Regions from separate parts of the Canis lupus genome. Here region 2 is linked to region 1. The links are chromatin contacts, called in public Hi-C maps. All regions are on one chromosome and are shown on one strand. Each heading gives the region's core, a stretch centred on a gene start, on an enhancer-like site or on the middle of the called end of the contact. The rest is flanking DNA. Distances are from core to core; before and after follow the strand shown.

The links. A called contact is a pair of places that touch in the nucleus more often than the background predicts.
Region 2: a contact with region 1 is called in a Hi-C map of blood, with 4 times the contacts expected there. The contact joins the enhancer-like site here to the promoter of CITED2 in region 1. A contact is called at or near these places in 3 of 9 Hi-C or Micro-C datasets (amygdala and blood).

Annotation. Positions count from the first base shown.
Region 1 is chr1:31,753,628-31,759,562 of UU_Cfam_GSD_1.0, reverse strand. CITED2 (cbp/p300-interacting transactivator 2) reads left to right here and starts at 3,349. Exons shown (of 2, transcript XM_038525583.1): 1 at 3,349-3,604; 2 at 4,079-5,820. The coding sequence starts at 4,087. The coding sequence ends at 4,929.
Region 2 is chr1:32,175,716-32,181,650 of UU_Cfam_GSD_1.0, reverse strand. No RefSeq gene overlaps it. Among named protein-coding and RNA genes, the nearest start is that of CITED2, 420 kb to the right of the region's middle. Within about 2 kb of position 2,605, at least 1 of the 20 cell types and tissues checked has an H3K27ac peak or open chromatin away from gene starts, as enhancers often do. A contact at or near this core is called in blood, where this site is marked.

The DNA.
Region 1 (5,935 bases), core at 2,100-4,599:
TCCTAACCCCGAGTACCTCTGAGTGTGACCTTATCTAGAGATAGGGTCTAAGTAGAAGTAATCGAGTTAAAGAGAGGTCACCAGGCTAGGCCCTAATCCAATATAACTGCTGTCCTTATAAAAAGGGAAATTTTATACAGAGATAGGCACATAGGAAAACACCAGGTGGAGATAAAGGCAGAGACGGGGTGACGCAGGTACAAGCAAAGGAACACCAAAGATGGCCAGCGAATGACCAACTCTGGGAGACAGAAATGGAGTAGATTCTCCCTCAGAATCTACTCATAGGCCTCAGAACCACATAGCCCTCAGAACCAGCCCTACCCACACCTTGAAATCGGAATTCTAGCCTCCAGAACTGTGACAATAAATTCCTGTTCTTTAAGCCTCAGTGGTGTATACGAAGTTCGTAGCTGTCTATTGCTGTGAAGGTCACACGTAGACCACTGCCTTGCCTCGTTCAGAAGGGGTTTATCTTTACATGGGCCTCTGGGTACTCCTAGATGACTATAACCACCCCTTAACCGGATACCTTGCTTCCAGGCTTACTTTCCAATCCATTCTACACAGTTCTGTTCTGATCTCTCTAAAATGAAAATGTGATCATCTCTCTGGTTCACAAACCTTCACCTGCTTCTCTTTGTAGGATACAATCCAAGTTTCTCACCTCGGGAACCAAAGACAACATGGTCCGGCCGGATTTGCCTCTCCAACCTTGCTTCTCTTATCTCTGCCCCCTGCTCTGGTGGCCTAACTTGGACTGGGGCCTCAGTTTAGTTACCACCTACACAAGGAAGCCTTCTGAAGGCCCCTAAGGCAGGTTAGATTGTCCCTCCTGTGTATTTTCAGAAGTCTGTGTGTGGAATGCTGTTGTTGCATTCATTACAGTGGCCCAAGGCCTGTTTGTCCATCTCCTCTTTTTGAACATGAGTTCCTTTATTGGTTGTTTCTCTGGGCACTAGGAAAGTGCCTGGCTCTTGGGAAACATTCACTGGACAGATGAATAAATGAACAGAACATGCCGTGTTTTAACCAGCTGGTCCCAGAACTAAATTTTTTTTTTTCCCTTTAAGGAGGTGGGGGACGGGGAGGTGACCTTTCCAGAGATTTCCCAATAGCATGTGGAACCAGTGGAGTTGGATGGAACTGCACCTTTCCTTAATGGTTGCAAGAAAAATTTAGATTAGACACTCAAGAGCTGGTCCTTGTGTCGCAAGACACTGCAGTAGAAGGAAGGGAAGTAAACAATCCCTCCGAGTCTAAGGTTGACCAGTATTTTGGAGCTTATTTTTTGATAGGCAGTGGCACTTTGAAGTTTATTCCCAGGCTCTGATTCTGTAACTTCAAGTCCCTGACCTACAGGTAAAAGTGGTGGGTGGACAGGAGAGGAGGGGATTACTGCAACCAACAATGCAATGTGTCCTGTGCACGAGTCTCCAAAAAGTAAATATTTTTGAGGTTTAAAAATTACTGCACACACACACATAACAAAAGAAATAATTGCACCCACAGTTATAAATGCTGAAGAGCTGGGAAAAAGAAAGAGAGGAAGACATTAACAATGTTTAAATATAGATCTATTAAATAAAGTATATTTGCATATTAGGCATATATCTCTATATAATCTAACTAGAGGAAGACAGAGGGGCAAGAGGTTAACGTAATCAGGATTCGCTCTCTTTTGCAAAATTCCTGCAAGGGTAAATGTATCAGAATTTCCAAGCCTCAAAAAATAGGGCCTAAAAAAAGTCTTGTGAGCACGAAGGGAGAAAAGGAGGAGTGGAGGGCGGGGGACTGGCTCTTCGCAGCAGGAAGTCCTCAATGGCTATCGAGTTATGAAGAAACAACTCTGAACAGAAGTCCTTATTCGGAGCGCTAAACTCGCTTTTGCCACATAAAGAGCAATATAAAAGCTCGGAGCAGCGTCACCACGGTGTTGGGGAAACAGCTCGGCTTCCCCAAGTGAGAAAGCAGGAGAGCTCCGACCGGGTAGGAGCCCAGACCGGCGTAAGGGGTTTTATTTGCAAGTCAATGAGCCAAATGGACGCCCGGGCTACTTGTGCCGCGTCCTGGGAAGCAAGGTTACGATTATCGCCTATTGCCCCGCTGAACAATTTCCCTGAAAAGGGAAGAGTCCCAGCAGTGTGTGCGCGCGCGGTGCCATACGGGACGTGCAGCTACGTGCCCACCTCCAGAACGACTTTATTTACAAAGCGATTACCATGTTATCTATTTGTTTTCCTTTTCCAGCAACAGCAGCTTTACTCAGCCCTCGAATTTCTTAATTACAAACCCGTTCGCTTCTAAATCAACCCCAAATCGTCAGGCAGAGCCCGGAGGGAGGCTGTGCAAGTTTGCACACACCCCCACCCCCCGGATCAAGGGCAACAGCAGAAGCAAGAAACTGTGTATGTGCAAAAAGGTGGATCTGGGGACGAGGATCGCTGAGTTTGTTTACAGAGCAGAGACGCCTCAGCTCGGATGCCAAAGCTACCAAGAGCTGCAAACGCAAACTTAGCAGAAGCACACGTACCCCGGGAGCGGCGAGCGGGCCCGAAAGCGCGGACCGGACTCCCCGGCGCGGGAGCCGAGGCGGCCGGGCCCGCGAACGCGCTCCGTCCACCTGCAGCCGCTGCCGCTCCCCGCCCCCAGCTCCTGTCCTTGAAAGGAGTGGGGCGGGGGGGGGGGGGGGGGAAACGCGTATACACGCAGAAATATCTAGATCAGGTTTACCTAGTGCCCCTGTAAAAGCACAAAGGCGCAGCCCGGGAAAGTGCGTTCGGGGAAGGGGCATTATGTGTCCGGGGATTTAAAACCCCACTCGGAAAAACACAGCCATTCTTTGCAACCCGGGAGCGTGTGTGTGTGTGTGCGTGTGTTTGGGGGGGGGGGCGGGGGTTGCAAAGCCGGGGAGGCAGAAGGGCACTGTGGAGGAATGGGGCGCTGAGCGAACCCCCCTTTCCCCATAGAAGGCGCCTGAGATCGCTAGGAGAGCCGAGCGGGAGAGCTGGGGGCGGGGGATCCGACCAGAGGGGAGCGGTGCGGTTGTCCTCGCTCCTCGCTCCTCGCAGGGCAGGCGCTGCGCCGGGGCTGGGGGGCGTCCAGGGGCACTTCCTCCCTGCCCCGGGCACAGCCGCGCGGGGCCCCCCGTGCGTGCGGCGGGAAGAAAGCACAGCCCCGCGGCAGCGAGGCGGCGCCCGGGCCCGCAGCCTCTGCGCACGTGCCTCCGGCCGCGGGGACGCGGCTCGCCCACCCGGTCCGGCGTGCCCGGGGCTCCGCAGTCCGCGTTTTGCCGCCGCCCGCCCGGGAGGCTCTCGCTCCGCCCTTCCTGAAACCCTTATATTAACTGTGGCCAAAGCCCTAAGAAACACAGCTCATTGTTGGCAGCTGCCGGGCGGCCTTACCGAGCTGTGAGGGCAGCGGAGGGGAAATAAAAGGGAACGGCTCCGATTCTGCCCCAGCGGCCGCTGCAGGACCTCGGTGCCGACGTCGCGACAGCGAGCGCCCTGCACACCGGGAAGGCCCCCTCTATGTGCTGCTGAGCCGGTCCTGGACCCGACGATCCCGCCCTCGGTCTTTGGAGCAGAAATCGCCAAGACGGAAGGTAAGCGCGGCGGGCGACGCTGGCTGGGGCGCCTGCCAGCCCCGTCCTCCGAGGGCTGGGTTTGCCCGGAGGAAGAGCGCGAGGCGGAGCTGGGGAATAACAACAGGATGTGCAACAACAGGATGAGGAGGGCTGATTTAATGCCTGAAGTTCGCGGCGGGGCTACGGGGCACTTCCTTTATGAGGCGACTTCGGGGAGCAGAGGGGGGTGTGGGCCCGGGTCCGCCCGCCCGAGCGCCGGGGAAGGGGCTGTTTGTTCGGCGCCCGGCTCTGGGGTGGGTGGCAGGTCCCCCGCCGCGGCGGGCCCGGCTGCACAGGCTACCGGCCGGATCCCGGGGAGAGCGAGTGGCGAGGGGTTGCGCAGCCGACGTGCGTGCGGGCAGCCTGGGGGGCAGAGGCGCGGAAGAGCGGGGTGCGCCGTGGTGGGCGGCACGTGTGGCGCGGGTGCTAACCGCCTGCCCTTTTCGCTTCCAGGACTGGAAATGGCAGACCATATGATGGCCATGAACCACGGGCGCTTCCCCGACGGCACCAACGGGCTGCACCACCACCCTGCCCATCGCATGGGCATGGGGCAGTTCCCGAGCCCCCATCACCACCAGCAGCAGCAGCCGCAGCACGCCTTCAACGCCCTGATGGGCGAGCACATACACTACGGCGCGGGCAGCATGAACGCCACGAGCGGCATCAGGCACGCGATGGGGCCGGGGACTGTGAACGGAGGGCACCCCCCGAGCGCGCTGGCCCCCGCGGCCAGGTTTAACAACTCCCAGTTCATGGGCCCCCCGGTGGCCAGCCAGGGAGGCTCCCTGCCGGCCAGCATGCAGCTGCAGAAGCTCAACAACCAGTATTTCAACCATCACCCCTACCCCCACAACCACTACATGCCGGATTTGCACCCTGCTGCGGGCCACCAGATGAACGGGACAAACCAGCACTTCCGAGATTGCAACCCCAAGCACAGCGGCGGCAGCAGCACCCCCGGCGGCTCGGGCGGCGGCAGCACCCCGGGCGGCTGCGGCAGCACCCCGGGCGGCTCCGGCGGCACCTCGGGCGGCGGCGCGGGCAGCGGCAACGGCGGCGGCGGCAGCGGCGGCGGCAGCGGCGGCAACATGCCCGCCTCCGTGGCCCACGTCCCTGCTGCAATGCTGCCGCCCAATGTCATAGACACTGATTTCATCGACGAGGAAGTGCTTATGTCCTTAGTGATAGAAATGGGTTTGGACCGCATCAAGGAGCTGCCCGAACTCTGGCTGGGGCAGAACGAGTTTGATTTCATGACGGACTTCGTGTGCAAACAGCAGCCCAGCAGAGTAAGCTGTTGACTTGCTCGAAACCACCCCGGCCAGAAGAAATCAAACACCCCCGCCCCCACCCCCAACTTCGGTGTGAATTAAAAAAACATTCCCTTAGACACAGTATCTCGCTTTTCAGATCTTGAAAGGTTTGAGAACTTGGAGACAAAGTAAAACTATAAACTTGTACAAATTGGTTTAAAAGAAATTTGCTGCCACTCTTTTTTTTTTTTTTTTTTCTGTTTTTGTTTCGTTTTTGTAGCCTTGACATTCACCTCCCTTATGTAGTTGAAATAATCTAGCTAACTTGGTCTTTTTTGTTGTTTGTGTTTACTCCTTATTTCCTCACTTTCTCCAGTGCTCAACTGTTAGATATTAATCTTGGCAAACTGCTTAATCTTGTGGATTTTGTAGATGGTTTCAAATGACTGAACTGCATTCAGATTTACGAGTGAGAGGAAAAATTGCATTAGTTGGTTGCATGAACTTTGAAGGGCAGATATTACTGCACAAACTCTGCCATCTCGCTTCATTTTTTTTAACTATGCATTTGAGTACAGACTAATTTTTTTAATATGCTAAACTGGAAGATTAAACAGATGTGGGCCAAACCGTTCTGGATCAGGAAAAGTCATACTGTTCACTTTCAAGTTGGCTGTCCCCCCTCCCCCATATGTACAGACAATAATAGGGTGTGGAATGTCGTCAGTGGCAAACATTTCACAGATTTTTATTTTGTTTCTGTCTTCAACATTTTTGACACTGTGCTAATAGTTATATTCAGTACATGAAAAGATACTACTGTGTTGAAAGCTTTTTAGGAAATTTTGACAGTATTTTTGTACAAAACATTTTTTTGAAAAAATACTTGTTAATTTATTCTATTTTAATTTGCCAATGTCAATAAAAAGTTAAGAAATACTTGTTTTCTAGAAGTCATTTGGGGGGTGGTTGTTCCTTTTGGTGGCTTTTTTTTTTTTTTTCCTCCTCTTTAAGTTGAACACTTTATTGATGAGAGTAAGCATTCCAAAGGATA
Region 2 (5,935 bases), core at 1,356-3,855, 420 kb before region 1:
CCAGGCCCACTGTCAATGTTTCATAAGCCTTTTTATGCTTACTCTTACACTTCCATCTTGGTGCACATAGAGTTCAGTATATAGTTCTTAGATCAGGCATACTAGGCTCATACGATCCACTAGAAAATAAAGAAGCCATACTCCTACTTATGTGTATCTCTCAACACATAACACCACACATTGTAGTGTGGCCTTGTGTCCTTCAAATTGGATTGATGTCATAGGAATGAGAACAAGGCACAGGCCCATTTTCTTTGTTTTTCAAAGACCAAACTTACATAACTATGTTTCACAAGTTTCAAATGCGATTCCTTGAATTTCAACAAGAATTTTCTTTTTTAAAAGGTATTTTAGGAGAGCCTGGGTGGCTCAGTCAGCTAAGCGTCTGCCTTCGGCTCAGGTCATCGTGATCCCAGAGTCTTGGAGTCTCAGGATGGAGCCCCACATCAGGTTTCCCACTCAGGGGAGTCTGCTTCTCCCTCTGCCCCTACCTCTGTTCATACTCTCTCTCTCTCTCACTTTCTCTCTCACACACAAATAAATAAATACAATCTTTAAAGAAAGTAAATAAACGGTATTTTATGGAATAAAATCTGACTGGTTTATTCCCTGATCGCCATTTCTGAAGCTCCTCTGCCAAGACAACATCACCAGTCAATGAGAAAATGTGTCAGCAGGGGGCTTCTCTTCTTTTTCCAGAGGGTCTGTGATGTTTGTTTTTCAACAGAAACTGAGCTCTAAAGTAAACACAAGTTTTTATTTCAGAGTAAATGTTTTCAAGTTCTGCAGCACTTTTGTTTTCTGAGAATGTCAATTTTATGTTGGTTCCCAAGTTGATAGAAAAAGAAATAAATCATTTAAAGAACACATTTATTTCTTGCAACAAAACGGTCCAAGGAAATAGTCAAAATGTTCAGTAAAGCAAGGCATTTTCTAAATAAATGAAAACTTCACAAGCTAAATACTGAGTACATGTATGCCTGCATGCCCACAGAAAAAAAGACAGAAAGAAAGAATAAATAAATCATGCCAGCTTTTAAATAAAAAGTACCATGGCATTATACATCTCTATAAAAATGGTAAAACAAAAACAGAAACAGATTTAGTCTCTGTTTCCCCAAAACCTTGGTATGCATTTGTGTTCCTTCTTCTGAAAAAAGGGAACTTGAAATTCAACATGAAACATGGTTGTGCTCAAATTCTGCAAAACATACTTATTAGTTAAGTTCGAAAATGTTGTCCTTAGTAGGAGATTCAGAAACATGTGGGAAGCAAGCCCTTCTAATTATTGATAGTGATCCTGTTTGTTAGTTTACATGTTAATTTAACCACTGCTTCTAAGAACCAGAGACATAAGACCGGGCTGGACCCGTTATATCACAAACTGTCATTCATATATCCCTTCAAGTCTCTACAAAGCTGCCTGCAAGTTGAAGTTTTAATGAACACAGTTTAAAGAGCCACAAAATCAAGTGGAAGGTTGGCAACCATCTGTTGAATTTGTGCTCCATAGATAGACAATCCCCACCATTTAGAAACTGGAGTGGATTGTTTTGCCCTGAATGGTGTGAATTTCCTCTCCAGGCAGTCCAAAAGCACAGATAATGACCACGTTGTACTGGAGAGGCCTGGCCTAAGAGCTTGGAGACCAGAAATAAAATCATACATTGTATTCCTTCTTGAGGAGGTCAACTTGCTTTATGCACACTATCTAATCAATTCTCAAAGCATTCCATTGAAATGAGGGAGAGGCAGCTACAATATTCGCTTTACAGATGGATAACCTGAGGCTCTGAAAGGTTAAGCAGTTTTCCAAGGTCAGGAAAGGCCATTTCCACACAACCACAATTACCTGTGCAGTGTCGGCAAAAAGCAACAGACACAGACTGCGAATGGCTTCACTCAAATGGACGTGCAGTACCTGACTGACTCTGGAAAAATGAGGACCGGGCCAGAATTCTTCTCAGAAGCTGGCCTATATGCCCAGATTCACCAGATGATTGACAATTTTCTATTCAACTTGAAACTGGAAAGAGCTAAGCCAGGGAGAGAACAGGAATGAGGTCACAGATCTGCTATTTATAGGATATCAGCCACCACACTCAGCAAGGTGAATACTGAATGTAATTTTCTTTCTCCAACTCCATACAGAGAAACTATTTTCAGAAAAGGAAATTATAGAATTTAATAATATTTCTTGTGACATGGTGATTTGCTTTGTGATGGTCTCAGTAACGTTTACCACATATTCATCTGGGCTTATTGACCATAAATAAAAATTCAGTCACATTCTTTCTTGCTCCACAGATTTTTTTTTTTTTAGTAAGGCAATAAAGAGTCCATGGGTTTTTATTTTTCTCCCCCTCACCTGCAAAACATTCATTGAATTTGCAAAGTTATAACAAAACAGAACGCCAGTGTGGATGAAGAAAACACAACATGGCCTTTTATGAGGTAAGGAATCTAATGCAATCTGATGTGCTTGTTTAGCTGCAAGAGTTAATTCCTGTGAAAAATACTCTTCTGCACATTTCCTTCGGCTGAGCGTGGTCTGAGGCTTGTGAAGGCTTCAGACAGTGAGCAGAGGCGGGCCGGAAGCCACCGGTTCTTTTGATGTAGATTGATGCATGACAGTAGCCCCTGTGCTAAATATCAAGTTCTCTTTCTCTCCTGCATTTTTCCCAAATCATGAAAAGAGATTCCTTCAGCCCAAATACACAGATAATAGTCCTCGAGCACACCAAAAGTTGAAGATAAAAATGCCTCGTGTTTTCTGTGACCCACCAACCGTAACCAAAACTAAGCCAGCAAGCTGAAACCGAGAGGCCTGAGTGAGATTCAAGATGGGAAATAAAAGGCAAAGAAACTAGGGAGGACACTGCCCCTGAAGTATCTCTAAGCTTCTAATTTGGAAAAGACTGAAGGAGGATGAGGCACTGAGGAGCCTCTACCTTTCCTCCAGGGAAAAGCCTCTGGGACCAGGGCTAGAGAGCCCTGAGCATCCCAGCCAGCCTGGAGCTCCTCCTGCTGAGGCCGACCTGCTGCCAGGACCCTGCAGCTGGTGCCACAATGACCCCATAAGGGGCTGTCACCCTGGTATGGGGGCGGCAACCACCTAAGAAAATCTTGTTCAGCATGCAAATTGCCAGGCTTAGGAAAACTGACGTTGATGTGGGCAATTTGAAGAAGGTCTCAGGAATCTGCATTATAACCAGAAGCTCCAAAAACCCCAGGACCACACCTGGAGGCTGAGAAATATATTAATCATATCACCTGGAAGGTGTTTCCAGAAACTGCTGCCACACCCAGGAAGCCAGAACCCTGCATTTGGTAGACACGAGGACTAATCTATTTAATGGGTAATTACACATAAAGGCCTGAGAACAAACCTAAAAGATGTCATTCAAGGCCTCTTTTCACCCACAAAATGAGACAGAGATTACATTTATTTAAACAGTCATGGTTGCAGCTGTTGATTGGAATTGACAGTTGATTTTACAAGACAACATTTACAAAAAAAAAAAAAAAAGAAAGAAAGAAGAAAGAAAGAAAGAAATGTAAAGAAAATAAAAGAAAGAAGAGAAGAAAAGAAAAAAGAAGAAAGAAAGAAGAAAAGAAAAGAAAAGAAAAGAAAAGAAAAGAAAAGAAAAGAAAAGAAAAGAAAAGAAAAAGAAAAGAGATCATTCTGGGACATTTCAACCCTACTATCCATCTTTTTTATATGTAAGAGCTTCTTCTACAGCAGCATGCTGGATTGTGTGTGTGTGTGTGTGTGTGTGTGTGTGTATTTCTTCCTCTGACCAGTATCTTCAGTGCCTTGCCCTTCCCCCACCTCACCATATGCCAGTCTTTCTTCCTGTGCCCTCACTGTCTCCTTTGTCTCATTTGACAGCCCCCCTTTGTCCTCCTTTTCCCATCATCCAGCTATTGTCGATACAATCAAGCTTACAAAGAGGATTGCTCATCCCGGAGACTGTTAACCAATTTAGGGAGAAGAGAACAAGAATCACCAAAATCATAATTCGACGTTTGTTAACATTTTAGAATTTAACAGCCTGCCCACATTGTGTCATCAACATTCACAGATCAAACGGACTGAGGGGGTATCAATCTCCCCAAGGAAGGCATTGGTATTGAGAGTTATTTGTGACCTGTTCAAGGCCACGCTGTGGGGAAAAGGCAAAGCCTGAACTTGGACCGAAACGTTCAGTTTTGCCCACGCCATCTGGGAGAAGGACAGTTCCTGGCACTACTCAGATTTCTGATATTATTGAAGTGTTCCAGTTTGAAACCAGGTTTAAAAAAATTGATTACATAAAACTGCTGGACCGTAAACAGGCTTCAATTTATCCTGAGGTAATTTGTCCAGTGGTGTGAAGAAAAGTTTTTTTTTTTTTTTTTTTTTGCATTTTCCTAGAAAGGGGACAGAAAAAAACAGCAGAGAGCACTCATCCTGTGAACTTGTCGAAGGAACAAACACTCTGTGTCTGGGCATTTACCCGGCGTCTTCAAAGGCTCCTCCTGGTGGTCTTCTAGTTGGTCCAATGGCACTTTGAACATTTTAGGGTTGATCATTCCAATAAACAAAAGGACAGTCCTCAACCACCCATCCTGGCCTTATTTGAGAAACACCGAATTAGCTGATATATACAGCAGAACAATGTAATGTTGCAACCCTTCTGTTAAATGAGTCGACGTAGTTGAAGCAACAACTGAGAGCACGTTACGTGCAGGCCAGCACACCAGACAAGGCATGTAAGCAATTGCTTGAGGAGGCCAATTTTCTAAGTTAGCGGCTAAGCTTGATCAAATAAATTAGACAACAACTTACTCTCCACTGTACTTTATAACGGGTAGAAACAATATTTGAGGTTGGGAAGGATTCCCAAATTGCACTGTTACTCTTACAGCAGAAGATGCAAATGCAAAAGGAAACAAACAACAACAAAAAAAGGTAATCAACTCTCAAGTGCTGTGTGGTCCTCTAGGTGTTATAAAACATCCTTAACATCATTTTAAGCAAATATTATAAGGTTATTTTTAAAACCATCCCTCCAAACCAATTACAAGCTATTTTGAAGTGGCTTAAGAGAAGGGGAAAAGAACTCAGTGCAATTTTAATTCACATCCCCTATTGCCAGAACATAAAACTCAGAATTTGCTAGGAAGGTGATTTCAAGAAGTCCAAGGAGCAGTGTCTCCTTAAACACACGTGGCGGAAACCTTCATGAGGAGACAGTGCTTTAAAGTCTGAATTCTGTGTTACATCCCTCCAGAAATAAACTGACTTCTCACATGGCTGGGGTTTTTCTTTGATTCAAAGTACGCTCTAACCTTCTCGGAGTCTGATACTTAAGGCTGAGGCTGTCCTCATATGTGGCCACTATGGACAGCAAGGGTTCTGAAAACTCAGCAGTACATGGATATTTCCTGCTTATGGAGGTCAAGAGAAGCAGTGGCTGTAAATCTGAGAGAAAGATTTGACCCAGAGGACAGACTTAATGGCAGAGCGGTGATGTAGATACTAAATGAACTTTACTTGTGCTTTATATGCAATGGATGCTACATAATAGGATGCTCATGGAGACATAGGAAGAAATTAGGCTGTGTGACTTGGCCCGCCCCAGTACTTTCCCCTCAAACCCCACCAGCATGTTCTAGAAGGTGATAATACTCAGAAGTATGCTATTTAGATTTTCTATCTTTCTCTTATTGTACTTCATGTGCCATTACAAAAATGGCCATTCTACTGTGCCCAGGGGCCCCACCTCAATATGTTTCCATCATGCATTCCTCCTTCTTTGAAGACTCAGTAATACTGGTTTACAAGAATTGGTAAGAAGTTGTCAGATAGGGAAATCATTACATAGTTCAAAGTTGTCTTGTTCTTCATCCCTGGCCTTCTTTCCTTACAATCACTTTCCCAGTGTGCCTT